Regions from separate parts of the Oryctolagus cuniculus genome. Here region 2 is linked to region 1. Evidence: chromatin contacts called from public Hi-C data. All regions are on one chromosome and are shown on one strand. The core of a region is the stretch at or near the end of the contact, and the rest is flanking DNA. Distances in the headings are between cores, read along the strand shown. Region 1 overlaps PPT1 (palmitoyl-protein thioesterase 1). Region 2 overlaps LOC138850672 (a long non-coding RNA gene).

Region 1 (6,922 bases), core at 2,079-4,578:
CGGAATCAGGACACGGAGCCAGCAGGAGCCGGAGTGTCCCTTGCAGCTGTCATCACAGCTTCTCTGTGCTGTGCCTTTTTCCTCTCCAGCTACCCACGTGGTGAGAGGTGGCCTCGCACAGGCGGCGCGCAAGTGCCGATCTTCCCTTTGGATGATGTCAGTCATCTCCTGGTCCTAGTTCAGATTCCTGGGGAGGAGACATGGCCCAGCTCAGGTTGCATCCCCACATCTGTCGTTAGCCATGCCCAGAGTGCTGGGACCATGTGTACCAGTCCACCTTTGCAGGTACTGTCAGCCCTTCCTGACCTTCTTCCTCCAGGTCTCTCCCTGCTGCGCCTGCACCCCGTACCACAGTGAATAAAATTGCCCTGGCCTTGGCCACTTGTCTTCTTGGGCCAGCTCAGGGGGAGTGGGAGGGTTAAAGAGCTCGTTTATTTTTCCCAGTGACTTGCCCTCCCCAGGTCCCCTGGGCAGCCCACGTGTCCTGGGGCTTGGCAGGGCCTGCGCCCCTCTCTGCCCCCAGCAGATGTCAGAGTGCTCTTGCTCAGCCGTCCCACTTTCCCTCTGCCTTTGCTTTCAGCTGATGAACTTGCCGTTTCCTTCTCTGGACCCATTGAGGCACCTGCTCAAGCCCTCTGCATGGACTTCAGCCATGCAGAAAAGCCAGAGAGTAATGTAATGAATCACTGTGAACTCAGAGCCTGGGACTAACATTTTATCCTGTTTGCCTCTGGGTTTTGTAAAGCACCAGAATGTTTCAGATCACATTGAATTCTTCTGAGTATCTCTTCTTGATCCCATTCCCTACCCTCCCTCCCTCTGCAACTGTTATCAAGAGATGATAGTGTGCTTTCTGTCCCTTAGAAAATACTAGAGTCATGTGTTACAAGTCAGTAATATACATATGGTGTTATGTTGTGTATTTAAGTTTTCACATAGTGGATGTCTAGTGGTGCACGTCATTCTGTAGGACATTTTTTTCACTCAAGATCATGTTTTTGAGATCTACACATACTGTTATGTCTACATGCAGTTCTCCATCTTAGCTGCTGTCTGGCTTTCTGGGATGTGAGTACACCACAGTATATTGAGTCCCACATTGTGCTGCCGGGTTCCTCAGTGTAACAGTTTGCCTTGAACAGGGTCTGTGGATAAGAATTTATGTCCAAGTAGAATTTACATTGTAGGCTCCATCAGTTATTCATGAGGTCATTTACTTAACCTCTCTGCCTCATTTTCACCTGCAAAATAGGACAGTAATTAGACCCTGTGAGTTGTAGAGATGAAATGAGCTACAGCTGCGGAGGACTGAGAACAGTGCTTGAGAAACGCTCCGTGCGTGCTGGCTGTGTCTATATAGCAGTCATCAGTACCAGGGCACCTCTGAAGTTCACGTGTAAATGGAATTAAAAGATGTTTACTTTGGTGCACACAATTTGAAGTCTATGCATCGTGTTTTCATATTACCCATTTCCCATGAACTTCTGCAGGCTCCTTTTATGTGCATTTTAAACTTTACTCAGTATTGCCAAAGTGGTTATACCAGTTTATATTCCCACCAACAGGGTGTGAGAGTTCCTGTTTTGCCATTGTTATTAACCTTTGATCCTGTGCCTTTTAAACCTTTGCCAGTCAGATACGTGTGCGGTGGTTCCTCTTCCTGACCTGCATGGCCTTGTTTATTGGCCACTCGGGTTTCCCTTTCTGGAATTTTCTATTTCTGTTCATAGCCTCTGCCCATTTTCCTGTGGGGTGCTTTGTCTTTTCCTCACTGGTTTGTGTTACACGCATACACGTATACTTTTAAAATTTGTTTATTTTCACTTTACTTGAAAGGCAGAGAGACAAAGAGATCTTCCATCTGCTGGTTCATTCCCCAAATGCCAACAACAGCCAGCACTGGGCCAGGTGAAGCTAGGAGCCCAGAACTCAGTCTGGATCTCCCACATGCATGGCAGGTTCCCAAGTGCTGGGGCCATTGTCTGTTGCTTCCCAGGTTATATGTTAGCACGGAGCTGGAAGTGGAGAAGCCAGGACTTTAACCGGGCATTGTGGTAGGGGATGCACGCATCCCGTGCGGTGATTTAACCACTGCACCACCCACCTACCTCACACACAGAGGCTACCCTAATTTTTAAAAAATGTATTATTTTTTGAAAGAGTGACAGGGAGAGGGAGAGACAGAGGGAAAGAGAGAGATCTTTCAAGCACTGGTTCATACTCCAGGTGGTTATATTGGCCAGGGCTGGGCCAGGCAGAAGCCAGGAACTAGGAGCTTCATCTGGGTCTCCCACATGGGTGTCAGGGGTCCAAATACTTGGGCCATCATCTTCTGCTTTTCCCACGCCTTTAGTAGGGAACTGGATCAGAAGTGGAACAGCCGGGATACGAACTGACATCTATATGGGATGCGGGCATCAGAGATAATGGCTTTACCTACTATTTCATAACATCGGCCCCTACATTTTTTTTTTTTTTTTGCAGATTTATTTTTTTATTTGAAAGGCAGAGTAACACAGAAAGACGGAGAGACAGAGGCAGAGGGGGAACACAACAGATTATGACAGATGCAATATTGCAGTCTTCCATTGAGCTTGTATCCTGTGTGGGCCCAGCACGCCCATCTTGTTAAACTTTGACAAGACAGGCTCAGGGGACTAAAGTGGCTGTGATCCCAGGTTTGTCTGACCCAAAGCTGATACCATCCACGTCGGCGCCAAAGTATAGCGAAGACAGCGTGGGGTGTGGGGAGGAGTGTGGCTGGCGGAGGGTGGGCCAGCTGCCCGCCCACCCCAGGCGTCCTGGCCGCCCCAGACGACAGCCTCTCCCTTGCGGTGCGGCGGGCGTTCGCGAAGCAGGTCACCGGGTGTAGGGTGTAAGGTGTGTAGACAGAGGCACGGCAGACAGGAGGTGCTGTGTGAGTGTTCCGCAGGGGCCAAGCAGGCAGGTGTGGCCTCGGGAGCTGGCCTTGGCGCCCGCCAGCCTGGGCTCCCAGCGCTCGGCTCCGAGGTGCTCGGCGTGCACACCCGCGGTTCTCCTCGGGCGGCCTCCCGACCCCCTGCTCCCCCTCCGCCCCTGGCCCCCAGGCACCGGGCTTACAGAATCTCCCTCATTTCTGCCTGTGGGCCTCTCACCGCGTTTCCTATTCCTGTGGGAAGGTAACCTGTGACTGCTGCCTCCACGCCTCCGCCCCAGCCATCCTGAGCCTGTCCCGCTGGGCCGGAGGAGGGAGTGCGAGCCGTGCCCGGCATCTCCGCGCCTGCCACCCTCCCGCGCTCATTGGAGGCTTTGCCCTGCCTGTTCCCCGCCCTCCTCCAGCACCAGCTTCCTTCAGGCCTGGGCTGACCTCCAGCTCTGGCCCTGACCCAGCATGTGCTGGGTGCCAGACAGCTTCCAGGCCGCGGCCGTGTGCGTGATGGCAAGGCTGAAACGGCAGGGCCAGACCAGGACTGAGAGCAGCATTTAACAAATTCCAAAGTGCACCACATTTTAATTTTTTTTTTAATTAGGTAGATTTATAGACAGTGTGAGACAGAGAGAGAGGTCTTCCTTCCGTTGGTTCACTCCCCAAATGGCGGCTACGGCCAGTGCTGCACCAATCCGAAGCCAGGAGCCAGGTGCTTCCTCCTGGTCTCCCATGCGGGTGCAGGGCCCAAGCACTTGGGCCATCCTCCACTGCACTCCCGGGCCACAGCAGAGAGCTGGCCTGGAAGAGGAGCAACTGGGACTAGAACCCGGCACCCATATGGGATGCCGGTGCCGCAGGTGGAGGATTAGCCAAATGAGCCACAGCGCCAGCCCCAGAGTGCACCACATTTTAAAACCTCAGTGAAACTCCACATTTAAAGGACTATAGATACTCCTAGTAACAGATTATAGGATGTCACCAGACGACTGCGGCCCGGGCCTCAGTGCCACTGGGTCCTAGCGTCGTTCTGCTCCGCTGAGTTGGGCTCCTCTGGCCACTGCCTCTGGGCAGCTTCTGCACGCTGGCCAGGGAAAGCTCCTGTGCAGGGATTTGTTTCTTCCCTGCCAACCTGAGCTTCAGGGCCCCTCCCTGCGCTCCGCCCCGCTTTCTGCGGGAGGCCTTGGGGTAGACCCGTCAGTTTCAACGATGGCTGTGGATGGACCTGAAGGGGAAGGGAAGAGGAAGGAGACAGGAGAGCAAGTTCATGTGAACACAGATGCCTTCCCTGGTCTGTTCTAGTGAGAGCTGTGACAGCCACGGGGCTGCTCTTTGTTCTTCCAAACAGCATCACGTCCCAGGGTTCTGAAATCTGGTGTCCCCACTTGGCACTGCGTGAGCAGCTCTGAGCAGCTCGGCCTCCATCGCAGCCTGAGCATGGCAAGATGGCTGGAGGGACAGTGACCGGATGGAGGGGCAGAGGCGGGGGGGGGGGTGGGTAGCTGAGTGCTGCAGGATGAGTAGGGAGCAAAGCAGAGGGAGGGAGGCGGGCTTGTGGGAGGGCGCAGGAGGTGCACGGTGGTGGGAGAAGCCTCCATGACGGTGGGAGAAGGCTCCATGCCTCAGGGAACCAAATACTGAGCAGGCTTTTCCTAACTCTCTTGGACTTTCTGCGCCATGCTGATCAGCTGGTCCAAGTCTTCACAAGATACTGTGCTGGTGAGCTACTCCACAGGTGCAAGTCTCTTCTTCCCTAGGAGAGAGCAAAGCCTCTTGGGAGGTGGCCTGCTCGCTGGGGCATGCCCTGGGCCTGCTGACACACAGCCTGGTCACCTTTCTCTCTCTCTCTCTGCAGCCTGGTGCAAGCAGAATATTGGCATGACCCCATCAAGGAGGACATGTACCGCAACCACAGCATCTTCTTGGCGGATATCAATCAGGAGCGGGTGAGCACCCGCGCCCGCACAGCAGCAGAAACGAGTTGGCAGTGGGACCCGCGCTGCGGGGCGGCGCCGGGAAATGGAACATCTGTGGCTGGGAGGTGGTGCTTCTGAGATCAGGTCCCTTATAGGGAGGCTGGAAGTCCTCTGGCCTTCTTCCCTGAAGTCCGCTCCCTTTGCTGGTGGTGCAGCAGCGGCCCGGGTCAGCAGGTGTGGGTGGGCCAAGGAACTCACAGCTGCTGTCCTGCGTGAGGGAAGCCTTCCCAGGGATCCCTTTCTGGAGCCGATTTTCTCAGAGGAGAGATGGAGAAGAGAGACTGTGGAGGGAGGGAGTGTGACCCAGCCATGAGCATGGGGGGTGGGTGGGCGAGGGGAGGCCATGGCTTCACTTTAGCCTCATCTGGAAGCTTTTGTGGTTTCTTCAGACAAAAATGTGAAGGGGAAGGCAGGAAACAGCAGACGCAGACTAGGAGAGCAGAACCGCCCAGGGTGTGTAGCTGCTTGCTTTGCGTGCCTTCCTCTGGCTGTGTGCTGGTGCCTGTGGACTGTGGGACAGCGTCAGCCAGTGAGGACGGCAGGGGGAGGCTGCAGCGGAAAGCGGGAAAAGCCGCCCATTGCCAGGGCAAGAAACACGGTGGGCCAGGGTCGGGACCACCAGAGCACCCGAGGGCGCTCACCCCTGCTGGGAGCTGGCGGCGGCCGTGACCGCTGCGGCCTTTCTTCCAGGGCGTCAACGAGTCCTACAAGAAAAACCTGATGGCCCTGAAGAAGTTTGTGATGGTGAAGTTCCTCAACGACTCCGTCGTGGACCCCGTGGATTCTGAGGTGAGACACGGGCCCGGGGGCTGTGAGACCGCGGTGGAAAGGAACTAAAATAACAGCTGCCTGCCAGCACAAGTCTCTTGAGTCCCTCTGCAGACAGCAGGGGCTGTCATCCCAGAGCTGTCTGCTCCCTAAAGGTGCATGTATAATTAGGTAATTGCATTCTCTGGGCGAGGGTCTATAATATATATATATATATATATTTTTTTTTTTTTTTTTTGACAGGCAGAGTTAGAGAGAGAGACCTAGAGAAAGGTCTTCCTTTTCTGTTGGTTCACCCTCCAAATGGCCGCTATGGCCAGTGCGCTGCGGCCGGCGCACTGCACTGATCCGAAGCCAGGAGCCAGGTGCTTCCTCCTGGTCTCCCATGGGGTGCAGGGCCCAAGCACCTGGGCCATCCTTCACTGCCTTCCCGGGCCACAGCAGAGAGCTGGACTGGAAGAGGAGCAACCGGGACAGAATCCGGCGCCCCAACTGGGACCAGAACCCGGGGTGCCAGTGCTGCAGGTGGAGGATTAGCCAAGTGAGCTGCGGAGCTGGCTGAGGGTCTATAATTTTAATCAGATTCTTTTCTTTCTTTTTTTTTTTAAGATTTATTTTTTAGTTATTTGAAAGGCAGTTACAGAGAGAAACAGAAATCTTCCATCCGCTGGTTCACTCCCCAAATAGCTGGGGCTGTGCTGGGCCAGGCTGAAGCCAGGAGCCAGGAGCTTTTCCAGGTCTCCCATGTGGGTGCATGGGCCCAAGCACTTGGGCCATCCTCTGCTACTTTCCCAGGTGCATCAGCAGGGAGCTGGATCAGAAGTGGAGTAGTTAAAACTGGAACCTGTGCTTAGATGGGATGCCGGCCTCTCAGGCAGCAGCTTAACCTGCTACGCCACAACTCCCGCTCCCTTTAATCGGATTTTTAGAGATCCCTGGCCCCAAAAGATCCAGAATCGCTAGCCAAAGTCGGAAAATTCCAAGGTGCGGCAGGCCAAGACTGCCTCAGCCCCCCTCTCCAGCCTCCTCTCCCTTCCCTCCCCACCTTGCACACCCTTCCGTCAAGCCGCACTGCAGTATGGCCACGCCGACTTGGCAGGAGCTTTTGTCCTGTGTGCCTTTGCTCATGTTTTCTCGCCTCTAGAACGTCCCTCCCTGGCTTCTCCACCTGATAAGCTCCTGCTTGTCAAGGCCAAACTCAAATGTCACTTCCTCCAGGGTGCCACCCCTCTTGCTCCCGCGTGTGGACTCAGCAGCCACCATCACAGTACTC
Region 2 (6,922 bases), core at 2,577-5,076, 250 kb after region 1:
TTTTATTTTATTATTTATTTTGACTTATATGAAAGGTAGAGAGACAGAGTGGGAAGAAAGAGAAAGAGAGAGACAGGCAGACAGGTCCATCTTCAGTCCACTGGTTCATTCTTCAAATGCCTGCAATAGTTGGGGCTGGGTCAGGCCAAAGCCAGAAGCTGGAAACTCAGTCCAGGTCTCCCACATGAGTGCTAGTGGCTTGACTCCTTGACCCACCTGCCGCCTCCCAGTATGAGCATTTGCAGGAAGCTGGAATGGGGAGCGGAGCCAGGACTCAAGAACTCAGGCCCTCTGCTTCCGGGTGTGGAAATCCCAAGCAACCTTGTAACTGCTGCACCAAATGCCGCTCCCGTTTGTCTTTAATTTAAACATTTTGGCCCTGGAGGCAGGCGCTGTGGAGCAGTGGGTTAAGCTGCCTCTTGGAACCCATAAAGGAGGGCTGAGTCATCGGATCGAGTCCTGCCTACTCTGCTTCTGATCCAGCCTTTTGCTAATGCATCCTGGGAGGCAGCAGATGACAGCGCAAGGACTTGGGTCCCTGCCACCCACTTAGGAGACCCATATGGAGTGCCAAGCTCCTGGCTTTAGCCTGTTGCCGGCATTTTGGGGAGTGAACCAGCAGGTGCAAGATCTCTCTCTCTCTCTTTACATATACTCTCTCTGTGTGTCACTCTGCCTTTCAAATAATAAAAAATAAAAATTTGCCTTCCAAGGTTGCTGTGATGATCACAAGGATATTTTGACAGCACCGACCACAGCAATCCTTGGCACACAGCGTCTCTTCCTTTTTCATGTTCTTTCGTCCGGCACTGCTGTCTGCAATGCTCTCCCTGCGCCCCCGTTTCCCTGGAACTTCAGGCAGGCTCAGCTCTTGCGTCACCCCCTCCTCACATGGCTCCTTGCTGGCCATGCCCACCACATGCTCACTGCCAGGTGTGCTCTGCAGCCCTTGCGCTCCGGGAGGTGTGTGTCAGCCCTAACCAGAGACGCTATCACACTGTATTTGCAAGAATCTGATTGTGTATGCAGGAGGAAAACATCCTGAAATACTAATACGTGTGCTTTTCTTTGCCATGCTTCCTTGTACGTGACCCTCCCCAGTCAGCCTTCACGTTGCCTTCAAGACCTAGTGCTTTTATAGCAAGAAGGCAGAAAGAAAGAAAAATGGTTTAGTGTTTCAGTTTCCAAACCAGACTTCCGTGTGGATGCTCACACGGACGAGGTGTGAGAGCCAAGTGCTGGGCTTTCTGGAGAGAAGGGAGTTTGGAGAACTCAGGATGTCCCTGAAGTATCAAGTTCACGTGTTCACAGTGGACTGGAAGGAGCACAGAGGGCGTCTGTCTGCCCTTCCTGCTCATCCTCGCTCACAGGGAGGCCAGGGAGGGGGGACTCGGGCGGAGAACAGGGACGGGGTTGATTCTAGCAGAGATCTGTGATCCAAGATGGAAGCAGAGATGCGGACAGAGCAAAGGCAGCAGTAAGCTCGCCAGCAGCGGCCACCAGCCGTGGCCTCCAAGCAGCTTTGTGTCGTCCTGCTGAGGAGGCTTGGTCACCACTCTGCTCCTCGTCAGCTGCCTACTGCTGCCCTCCACTCACCCAGCAGCAGTGATGCCGGCTTGTGCCGGTTCCCGTGGGCATGCATACTCCTGACAGCTCAGGAATCTCATAATCCCAGCAAAAGATGGGATTTTTTAATAAAAAGTTTTATTTATTTATTTATTTGAAAGACAGAGTTACAGAGAGGCAGAAGCAGACAGAGATCTTTCATATGCTGGTTCACTCCCCAAATGGCCACAACAGCTGGAGCTGAGCCGATCCGAAGCCAAGAGTCAGGAGCTTCTTCCAGGCTCCCATGTGGGTGCAGGGGCCAGAGGACTTGGGCCACCTTCCACTATCTTTCCAGGTACACCAGCAGGGAGCTGGATCAGAAGTGGAGCAGCCGGGACTCAAACCAGTGTCCACAGGGGATGCCGGCCTTGCAGGCCCCAGGATGGGATCTTGACACCGCTGACGGTGCGGGAAGAAAGCCTCCAGCCCCTGAGCCCGGTGGAAGCACGGTGAGACCGATCCATTTCACGTGGCTACGCGCCAAGCAGCCTGAGCTGTGGGAGCTGGGTTCATCCCTGTGTCCCTGACACTAGACTGGTGACGGGCAGATCGTGGCTGCGTTGAAAGACAGTCATGGAGGATGACAAGTACATAAGTGAGTAATGATAACAGCCCAAGTGCGGTGATAAAGGCCTACAGACATCATCAAGGCTGGCAAGAGGAAAAGGGGATTTCCAGCCGCAACACCAGGACTAACGCATGGGTTCCCTGACCCGGCTCCAAGCGTCATTAGAACAGCTGCTCCTGGGGGAGCCGGCCCAGCTCCTCTTCTCTCTGGGTGCCCGGGGTGGGGCCCTGGCAGTGCCTCCAGCCACAGTTGAGGGGCTCGGCGATGGGTTCTGCTGCCTGTGATTTCGCTGTCAGCATTTAGAGATTCCAGTCTGTATTGGGGCATTTTTTTGTTGCTAAATTAAATACCCAAGGCTGGGAGGTTTATAAAGAAAAGAGGCTTATTTAGCTCACCGTTCTGGAGGTTCAAGAGCGTGGCACGGTGGGGAGGTAGGAAGGGGGGAAGGCTGATGCACGGGGCTAAGTCACAGTCAGGAGTATGAAGTTCTGGATCCTCCTGCACGGGAAGGGGCCGCAGATCACGTGGACTTCTCTATTTTAAAAACAACCTTGGAGGTGGGATTTTGAAAGTTGTCACCATAAAGAAAAATTACATGCTTGAAGAGCCAGCTATATTTATTTACCCTATATTTATATTGGACATGTATTCAATCATAAATAAAAAAATCCCCCATAAATAAAATTCTTGAATGTGAAAACTTTGTTTATAAAAACAGGGAGGGGAAAAGTGCTGTACCGGCTTCTGCTGGGCTCCAGTGGGGCCAGATGGCCAGTGGCATCATGATGGCGGGGTGGGGCCAGGGAGCCGGAAGGGACAGTCTTGCTGTTTTATAACTGCCCTCTTGTGAGGACTAACCAGGGACCCCTGAGAACTGCAGGAATTCCTCCCACAGGCAGGCCCCAGGCGACCTAATGGCCGTGTACCGGGCGCGACTGAGTGTGCAGTGGGGACCCCGGGCTTGGCCCGCGTAGCGGCGCAGCAGGTTAAGCCACTGCTTGGAGCACCAGTAACCTGATGGTGCATGGGTTTGAGTCCTGGCTGCTCAGCTTCCACTCCAGCTTCCTGCTAATTCCCGACCCCTGCGACTCAGCTGGAAGACGCAGATGGAGTTTCTGGCTCCTGGCTTTGGTCTGGCCCAGCCCCGGCCTGCCATTGCCATCTGCGGAGTAAACCACAGAGTGGAAGAGTGTGCTCTCTCTCTTTCTGTTGCTCTACAAATAAATTGTTTAAAAAAAAAAAAAAAAACCACACACACACACAGACACATACAAGTCCATTTCTGCTGTCACCTAGGCACTGAGATTGGCCGTGTCCAGCCAGGTGCTCAGAGCAGTGGAGCAAGCGGAAGCGCTGAGCAGGCCGAGAGTGATGATGGGCAGAAAGGTGAGGAGGGGCCGGGAGAGAAGCTTCCTGGCTTCCCAGTGGCCTCCGTGGTCCCATCACGTTCCCTACCCTGGGACTACGGGCACACACCTCTGAAGACTAGCCATGACTCCCCCCATCTGCCCGAGCCAGTTTCTGTTCTGTGCAACCAAGAGGCTTGATTCACATTATGCACTCCCCACCCCCGCACACCACCACATCACCATCAGGGTGGCAGCAAAGACACCCACAGCTCTTGCTGTGCGCCTGACACACCACGAAATCCTCACCGCACCTGCTGAGGTGGGCCCCATTTCGCAGATGAGAACAGAAAAGCTCAGTGACCTGCCCACGGTCACGGAGCCAGTGAGAGCAGAGCCCAGGGCCAACGTCCCAGGGCTATCCCACTTTGTGGAGCACGGTTTGTATTTGTAAACACTTGCTCTGGAAGGAAGCAGGCGCCACTGGAGCTCCGACGAGTCCCATCTCCCTCCCGGCTCCAGCGCCGGGGACCTGGCCGCCGACCCTGTCTGCCCCTCAGCCCTGCTGCTCGCGTTGCCGGGCCTGGCCCAGGAAGCGCGGGAAGGAGCCGCGGGGCCAGGTACAGGGCTTGGCGGCAAAGCTGCTGCCCAGGCGGGCGGCCAGAGCCGCGCCCTGGCACCTGGCAGGCGGCCCAGCCCTGCCGTTGAGAAAAATACCTGGTACAAAGGCGTCCTCCCGCCGCGCTGGCCGCCTTTCCTCGTCCCTGCTGCTCCTCGGCTGAGGAATCTGACCTGGCGGCCAGGCCAGCGCGGGTCCTCACACGGCCTCGGGAGGCTGCGGCCAGACCGCCGGGGCCGCCCCACACCGCTGACTTCCGGGCTGATTCCACCCAGGGGCTCCGCAGACACCCAGGGAGCCCAGGGCCTGGAATCCCGGCTCATCAGAGCGGGAAAGATGGGGTCCAGGGTGAATGAGAAATGGCAGAATGCACAGGGGGTCAGACGTAGTCATCGGTGGGCACTTGGGCCTGGGCCCGGGTAGCGGCGTAGGGCTCGGGGGATGTTTGTGGGGGGGAACGAAGAACTCTAGCTTCCGGCTTCCAGCCTCCAGCTTCCGGAGAGGGCCACCGCTTACCCGCTCCTCCCCCGGCTCCCCCCAAGGGCAGGGTCTGGACGAGAGACCAGCTCCCTCCCAGTTTCTCCTTCACCCAAATTAGGGGCTGGCCCGAAGCGCTGTGCCTCGGGGACTGCTGCGGCAGGGCCAAGCCCGCCCATGTTGGTGCCCAGGACAGTCCCAGGGATGCAGCCCCACGCCAGGGCCCCGTGGTGCCAAGTGGGGCAGGGTGTGGAGCTGGACCTTGCCTGGCACGTGGGACCTTGTGTAGACCCATCCTGCGCGGTCTTGTGCGGTGGGGACAACGCCTGTGAGTGCAATCTCAAAACACGACCCCAAGCTCTGGCGCCAGGACCCGGATGTGCCCTGGGCTGCACGAGGCCCCCTGGCCCAAATCAACCTGACACTCAAGGAGGGCTCGCCTTGATGCCTTCTTCCCGCCAGCACTCTCTGGCCCTGGCGTGGCCCCGGCTGAGGAAGCTCCCATCCCTGAGGGTGGCCCCGAGGCTGCCCATGCCGTAAGCTGACCTCCAGGGTCCGGTTCTGTGTGGAAGATCAGCCTCCCAGGCCAGGCAGAGGCGGCCCAAGCCTGAAGCAGCGGGCCTGGCCTCCTGTTCCCCCCGGGGCTCACTGCCCCATGCCCAGTGCCTCGACCTCACTGCTGCTCTTGCCACGTGGTCCACTCCCCTTCTTGTACCCCGGGACCACGTGCCCCATGGAGGAGCGGAGGATGTCGGGAGGAGGGGTGGAGGATGTCGGGAGGAGGGGTGGAGGATGTCGGGAGGAGGAGGCCCTCCCGAGGCGGCGGCGGCGGGGGCCCCATGCGCCCAGCCCCACCTCGCCCCTCAGCCTCGCCGCCTCTCCCGCCTCGCGCGGTTGCTGGGCAACTCGCTATCAAGAAGGAACTCGCTATCAAGAAGGAACCCGCCGGAGAACTTCCGCTGCGCCCGGCCCCGGCGTTCGTCTTCTCCGCGGTCTCGCAGGGAGGCCGGCCCCGCGGCGCGCACGGCTGAGTGACAAAGAGCCTCGCTCGGCAGCGGGGGCCGCGTGGCGTGGAGGGAGCACGCGTGGCTGCGGAGTCCGCGGGCTCGGCTCGGATCCACGCCTGCCTGCCCACCCCTAGCGCGGAGGGGAAACGGAGGCCGGGCTGCTGGGAGCCGGGAGTCCCGGCCCCACTCGTGGCTCTGGGTGGCTCGGCCACCTGGGCTGGTCACTGCCCCTCGCTGCGCCTCCGCTCACCCTGTGGGAAACCGAGCGACAGGAGGTCAGGACCAGTGACCGCCGAGCTCTCACCACAAAGAAAGGCCAGAGCTGTTCAGGAGCACACCGGGCCGCTCTGAATTCCTGGCCCGTCTCTGCCCCCTGGTGGCCAGCAGCAGCCTAGCACCCAGGGGAGATGGCCCGGGACACGGAGAGTGACCTCCGCAGAGGCTGGGGTCCCTCTGATCCCAGTACCCATCTGCTAGCCGGGGATAATGATAGTACCAACATCATCAGGATGCTTCGAGGATTCAGTGGCATAAACGCGAATCCCTTGCTACAGGGGGACTTCAAAAAGTTCGTGGAAAAATGGAACCAAAAGTTAGGGCTGGTTTTTGGCCACTGCTTACCACACACCACCATCCCCAGTCGGAGCATCGGTTTGAGTCCCGGCTGCTCTGCTTCTAATCCGGCTTCCTGCTAAAGCGACTGGAAAGCAGTGGATGATGGCCTAAGCTCTTAGGTCCTTGCCACCCACGCAGGAGACCTGATGGAGGTCCAGGTTCCTTGCTTCCGCCTGGCCCAGTCTTGGCTGTTGCCAGCATTTGGGGGAGTCGGCCAGCAGATGGAAGATCTCTCTGTCATTCCACCCTTCAATTAAACACATAAAGTTTTTGTTAAGCTCCTTTTGGTGTGAAGAATTTTGAACTCTGTATAGTCTCTTCATAATTCATATTTTCCACAAATTTTTTGAAGACTCCTTGTAAGGTGCCACACAGGAAGTGCCCAGTAAATATTTCTCAGCATCCTCCCTCCTCCTCCTCACTCCCATGTCAGGGAGTCAGTAAGTCCTCCGGGTCTTGCTCCTCCTGCATCCCCTCTGCTCCCTGCTCCCGGCCTCACCACCTCACTAAGCCCTGCAGCACTCCCGTGCCTCTACCCAGAGGCCCTCTCCCCACCACAGCCCCTGGAGGACCATGTCAGGTGCTGCCTAAACCCCTCAGCCGGACCCTAAGGGCTCCGGCCACCTCTGCAGTCTCAGTCCCCTGTGCCTTTCTGCTATTAATAATATTATTATTAAAATTA

Evidence for each region. Hi-C and Micro-C count contacts between places; a contact is called where the count stands out from the background.
Region 2: a Hi-C map of an unstated tissue shows a contact between it and region 1, with 2.6 times the contacts expected there. The contact joins two enhancer-like sites. A contact is called at or near these places in 2 of 6 Hi-C or Micro-C datasets (ear pinna and an unstated tissue).

Annotation. Positions count from the first base shown.
Region 1 is chr7:132,823,948-132,830,869 of mOryCun1.1, forward strand. PPT1 (palmitoyl-protein thioesterase 1) reads left to right here. Exons shown (of 9, transcript XM_002715190.5): 6 at 4,761-4,851; 7 at 5,572-5,670. Among named protein-coding and RNA genes, the nearest start is that of PPT1, 21 kb to the left of the region's middle. Within about 2 kb of position 3,329, at least 1 of the 8 cell types and tissues checked has an H3K27ac peak or open chromatin away from gene starts, as enhancers often do.
Region 2 is chr7:133,068,610-133,075,531 of mOryCun1.1, forward strand. LOC138850672 (a long non-coding RNA gene) reads right to left here. Exons shown (of 4, transcript XR_011390764.1): 3 at 2,572-6,487; 4 at 1-2,465. Among named protein-coding and RNA genes, the nearest start is that of BMP8B, 16 kb to the right of the region's middle. Within about 2 kb of position 3,827, at least 1 of the 8 cell types and tissues checked has an H3K27ac peak or open chromatin away from gene starts, as enhancers often do.